2 separate regions of the Sus scrofa genome follow, and region 1 is linked to region 2. Evidence: chromatin contacts called from public targeted proximity ligation data. All regions are on one chromosome and are shown on one strand. The core of a region is the stretch at or near the end of the contact, and the rest is flanking DNA. Distances in the headings are between cores, read along the strand shown. Region 1 overlaps BORCS5 (a long non-coding RNA gene). Region 2 overlaps LOC110260737 (a long non-coding RNA gene).

The links.
Region 1: a contact with region 2 is called in a targeted proximity ligation map of alveolar macrophages. A contact is called at or near these places in 1 of 5 promoter capture datasets (liver) and 1 of 2 datasets of targeted methods (alveolar macrophages).

Annotation. Positions count from the first base shown.
Region 1 is chr5:59,981,852-59,984,551 of Sscrofa11.1, reverse strand. All of the region lies in intron 3 of BORCS5 (a long non-coding RNA gene), which reads left to right. Among named protein-coding and RNA genes, the nearest start is that of BORCS5, 90 kb to the left of the region's middle.
Region 2 is chr5:59,715,671-59,718,370 of Sscrofa11.1, reverse strand. All of the region lies in intron 1 of LOC110260737 (a long non-coding RNA gene), which reads left to right. Among named protein-coding and RNA genes, the nearest start is that of CDKN1B, 19 kb to the left of the region's middle.

The sequences.
Region 1 (2,700 bases), core at 177-2,676, 270 kb before region 2:
TTGTTTGTCCCTCACTTTCCCTGATCCCATCCTCCGCTTTCACAGTGTGTTTTTGTATTTTAAAGGTATCCTAAGGGGATGCAGCCACACTTAAGAAAATAACCCTGAAGATCTGTTTACATTTTGAAAGTGCCCCCCCCCCCAAAAAAAAGGGGGAGTGCCTCCTGTGTTCAGTGGGTCAAGGATCCGGCATGGATCAGTCCCTGGCCCAGGAATTTCCATATGCCATGGGTTCAGCCAAAGAAGAAAGGAAGGGAGGGAAGGAAGAAGGAAGGAAGGAAGGAAGGAAGAGAGCCAGCTAATTTTCCCATACTCCCAGTTTATCACTTTTGTGTGTGTGTGTGTGTGTGTGTGTGTGTGTGTCTTTTTTTGCCTTTTCTTGCCTTTTCTAGGGCCTCACCCGTGGCATAAAGAGGTTCCCAGGCTAGGGGTCTAATCGGAGCTGTAGCCGCCGGCCTGTGCCAGAGCCACAGCAATGCCAGATCTGAGCCATGTCTGTGACCTACACCATAGCTCATGGCAACGCCAGTTCCTTAACCCACTGAGCAAGGCCAGGGAGCGAACCCGCAACCTCATCGTTCCTAGTCGGATTTGTTAACCACTGAGCCATGACGGGAACTCCCCAGTTTATCACTTTTTTAAGAAAAGGGTTTTTCCCAGTATCTTGGATGGACCATGGTAGCAGTGAAGGTGGACGGAGGGACACTGTCAGGGAAGCTGGGCAGTGGACCGTGCTGCCCCCTCCCACTCAGGAGGGCTGCAGGGATGGAGGGCTTTAATGAAAGAAGAAGCAGAATAGGGACTTCTCAAGGCGGCCGAGGGTCTTCTAGGGTGTTTGTGGGCTCAGAACTAGCATCTGTCATAGTCCAGGGAAAGGCTGCAGCTCCAGGGTAGGCTGGAGGAGAGTGGGATTTCTGCCCTCAAGCTTTGATTTTTTTTTTTTTTTACCCTGATCTCTTTTCCTCTTTTGTGGCCTTTCAGTGTCACTCTCTAGCCCTTTTCTGATGGGGGTTGGGGGTGATAATCTGCCTGACTTGTATGTCTTTGGCTTTGGGAACCATTTAAAGGTTTTCGGCTTTTGTTCCTCCCTTCCTGCCTGGACATTATGCCTCTGACGGTAAGAAGGGGCACGGGGAAGCTGAACAAGTCCTAAAATAATCCCTGGGGCCCAGGGATGCCATGCAGATTCCCGAGATCCTCCTATGTCTTCATTCTCTTGAATACCCAGATAAAATGTGTTCCTTCACTGAGACATTCGGATACATTGTTTGAACAAAGGAAACAGGGTCACTTCAAAATGTCCATTATGTGGTAATCAATGCCATTCAGCCTGTGGTGTAATTAATGAAAACACTGGCGACAGTCTGCCCATTGTCTGTCCCTTGCGCAACAGGAAACTGCAGATGAATACGGAACTGGAGAGGGCTTACGTAATTCCAGAAGGACCCAGAAACCCCGCGCAGTTGTGACTGATATCCTCCTCAGTGCAGGTCTGGCCTACTGAGCAGGTTCCTATTCCCAAAGGACAAGGAGGCATTTGCTCAGTGTGACCCTGCCGTTTGATTTTTGACATCAGTTCGTGATAGATTTTTGTTTTCCTTGTGGCCAGGAATGGTGTCTTGAGAAACTTCTAAATCACAGTAGTGACACAGTTGTAATTCGTTTGACAAGGGACAGCTAGCTGTTGAAATGGAAGTGTCTCTGGCCATCTCTTGTTGCTGGCACAGCTGACAGCAGCATGGTTTGGGAGCCCTTCGGCCAGAAGAACTGGAGTTCAGCCCTGGCTCTGGCAGTGCCTGCTGTGTGGACTGACCCACTCGGGGGGTGGCCTTCCTCTGGAAAGTGAGGGGCGTGGGATTGAATGATTTCTGAGGACCCTTGCAGTGCTAAAATTCTGAATTCTGAGCCCCCTCAGTGAAGTCAAGGATTATGAAATGCTTGCACAAGTGAAAGGTCAGAGTACAAAGTGTACAACAAGTCTTTGCCAGTGAAAATGTCATTAAAGTTTATCTGCTACCAAATATTTTATTCCCTTTAGTCTCCTCTTAGGTTATGTTGTATGAATGTTCATGTTATGTCTGGCAAGTTGTTCTTTTTGTTATTAAGAAAATAAATAGTGGGGTTAAATTAGAAACAAAAGTATCCTTTCACTCTGCTGGAAAACTATAAAACTTCCCATTTATATTCATCTGTCAAGGATTTCAGAAAAGTGTTGAACACATTGCTCAAACTGGTATGTATGTAGTTGAAATGGTATTTGAGCTAGTGAGCTCTGTTGAAAAGGTAGATGGAGGAGTTCCATTGTGGCTCAGCGGTTAATGAACCCAACTAGTACCCATGAGGATGCAGGTGGGATCCTTGGCCTTGCTCAGTGGGTTAAGGATCTGGCATTGCCATGAGCTGTGGTGTAGGTTGCAGACTTGGCTTGGATCCTGCCTTGCTGTGGCTATGGTGTAGGCTGGCAGCTGTAGCTCCGATTTGACCTCTAGCCTGGAACCTCCATATATATGCCTTGGGTGTGGCCCAAAAAAGGAAAAAAAAAAAAGATAGATGGAGATTAGGCAAAAAAGCACTATTTTGAATTCTGTCTTCACTGTTAGTATGAGCTGTAGGACCCTGGACACGTTTTAGGATCTCTGACTCCCTGATTCTGCAGCTCCAGTAGGAGAAAGGTATTTTCCCTATAGGATTGTTGTGAGC
Region 2 (2,700 bases), core at 156-2,655:
CCCTCCCATCAGGCAGCCACAAGTCTCTTCTCCAAGTCCATGATTTTCTTTTCTGAGGAGATGTTCATTTGTGCTGGATATTAGATTCCAGTTATAAGTGATATCATATGGTATTTGTCTTTGTCTTTCTGGCTCATTTCACTCAGTATGAGATTCTCTAGTTCCATCCATGTTGCTGCAAATGGCATGATGTCATCCTTTTTTATGGCTGAGTAGTATTCCATCGTGTATATATACCACATCTTCCGAATCCAATCCTCTGTCGATGGACATTTGGATTGTTTCCATGTCCTGGCTATTGTGAATAGTGCTGCAATGAACATGCGGGTGCATGTGTCTCTTTTAAGTAGAGCTTTGTCCGGATAGATGCCCAAGAGTGGGATTGCAGGGTCATATGGAAGGTCTATGTATAGATTTCTAAGGTATCTCCAAACTGTTCTCCATAGTGGCTGTACCAGTTTACATTCCCACCAACAGTGCAGGAGGGTTCCCTTTTCTCCACAGCCCCTCCAGCACTTGTTATTTGTGGATTTATGAATGATGGCCATTCTGACTTGTCAAAATCCCTAGTCTTACACTGGGATCCTTCAGATAAGGTGTGGGAAAGAAAGTCCAGACTCACACCTTTGAATTTCTTTGCCATGCTGCTCAACATACACAATATAAAACATGTTTTAAGGGAGTTCCCATTGTGGCTCAGCAGGTTAAGAACCTGAGACAGTCTCCATGATGATGCTGGTTCTATCCCTGGCCTTGCTCAGTGGGTTAAGGATCTGGTGTCGTCACAAGCTTCAGCATTGCAGATGTCACTCAGATCCAGCATTGCTGGGGCTGTGGTGGAGGCCAGCAGCTCCAGCTCTGATTGGACCCCTCGCCTGGAAACATCCATATGCCACAGGTGCGGCCGTGTGAAAAAAAAAGAAAAAGGAAGTTTTAAAACTTAGCCCTTAGTAAGTGAAAGGGATGTGAGGTCTTTGGACTGTGAGAGCAGATGCTGATCATAACTGATTGATTTCAGGTTTGGAAGGAGCACCCAGGCAAGTCCTATGCTAACTCCGAGGACCAATTCCCTCTCTCCCCAGCTACCCTGGGGTCAGCTAGTATTGTCTTCATTGTCAGAAGGAACTGGTTGCTTGTGTTTTTTAAGGCCCAGTCCATATTTTGCCCTTGGCGAGTTCAGGTGGTGTGAAGTTTCTAAGCTAAGAACAACTCAGGAGTGAATATGGAAACATTTTCTTCAAAAAACTGAACAGCTGGATTCAATGTTCGCAAATACTCTGGCTAAAGGATTCATTATTTACATATTTGGTTTTGGAAAGAGACTTCAAAAGAGAGGTAGTAAAAACGGACAACCCGCGAGGATTTTTTAATTGAAGATTAGTAAGAGGGCGCCCTCTGCTGGCTAAACCTGTATAGCGATTAAGAGTTGATGTGCTTCCCTTAAGTTTTTACTGGTGTGGGCAAACGGATCGTTCACAGTTTGTTCATCATTTCAGCTAACAACTCAGATTCTTTTGGAACTGGTCTAGGGGACCTGTAATGCCCAGCCCCAATCACAGGTGTTTCTGTTTCAGTCTTTGGTGGTAGTCTTTCATATTTCTCAAACACAATAGCTCTAAGAATCAGCTCCAGCCAAAACCAGCCCCCAAATACCTACTGCATCTTAGCTCCTTTGTTTCCTTTCTATCTTTTGCCCTCCACCTCCCTTCCTCCTCTCTGCCAGCAAAATAAAATACAGCAAATCTTTGCTCAAAAGAAAGAGCTCCTGATGGAAAGTGAGAAGGAGGGAACAAAACCCTTATCTCTAGCGTATCTTCACCTGGCTGGTGAAGCCTGGGCCCCAGGCTTGGGTTAGGTACTCAAGAAGAGCTGTGAATCCCATTAGCATCTAGTGATGGATTCTGGAACAGGCACCGTGGGAATAGACGATTTGGTGAATGGGAGACCTGAGGCTGCAGAACCGAAGCGGTGGTTACATGGGAGGAGAAAGGGGAATGTATCTGTGAGACTTTTTGTTTGTCAACAATAAGTGTCAGGCTCTGGGTGACACCTGGGACATGCTAATTCTGTTTCTTGCTTTTCCTCTCTACAATTTTTTTTTTTTTTTTGGTCTTTTTTGGCTGCACCCTCAGCATATGGAAATTCCCAGACTAGGGGTCAAAAGGGAGTTGCAGCTGCTGGCCTATGCTACAGCCACAGCAATGCGAGATCAGAGCCTGTGACCCACACTGCAGCATGTGGCAATGCTGGATCTTTAACCCACTAAGTGAGGCCAGGGATCGAACTTGCATCCTCATGGAGACTCTGTCCCGTCCTTAACCCACAGAACCACAATGGGAACAACATTTCACCTGCTTTTCTAAGGCCCCCACTCCTCTCTGCTGCACACAGAGAACCCAGGCCCATCAGCATGGCCACGAGGCAGCTTCTCTTGACCAGTCCTGGGTAAACTTTCTTCTACTCACCTTATTTCTTCTGTTTATGCCTTATTAGGGCACTAACAAATCACTTGACTCACAGATTTACCAAAAGACATTTGTAGGCTTTTATTCTTCTCTAAAATGCCTCCTGACCTTGGCATTTCTATGCTGCTTGATAGTGTTGAGTATTTTTCATGGATGCCTTAAGTTTCCATTTGTTAGACATTGCCTTGTACTTATTTGAAATCTCTCCCTCAGCATAATACAGTATCTTTTATTG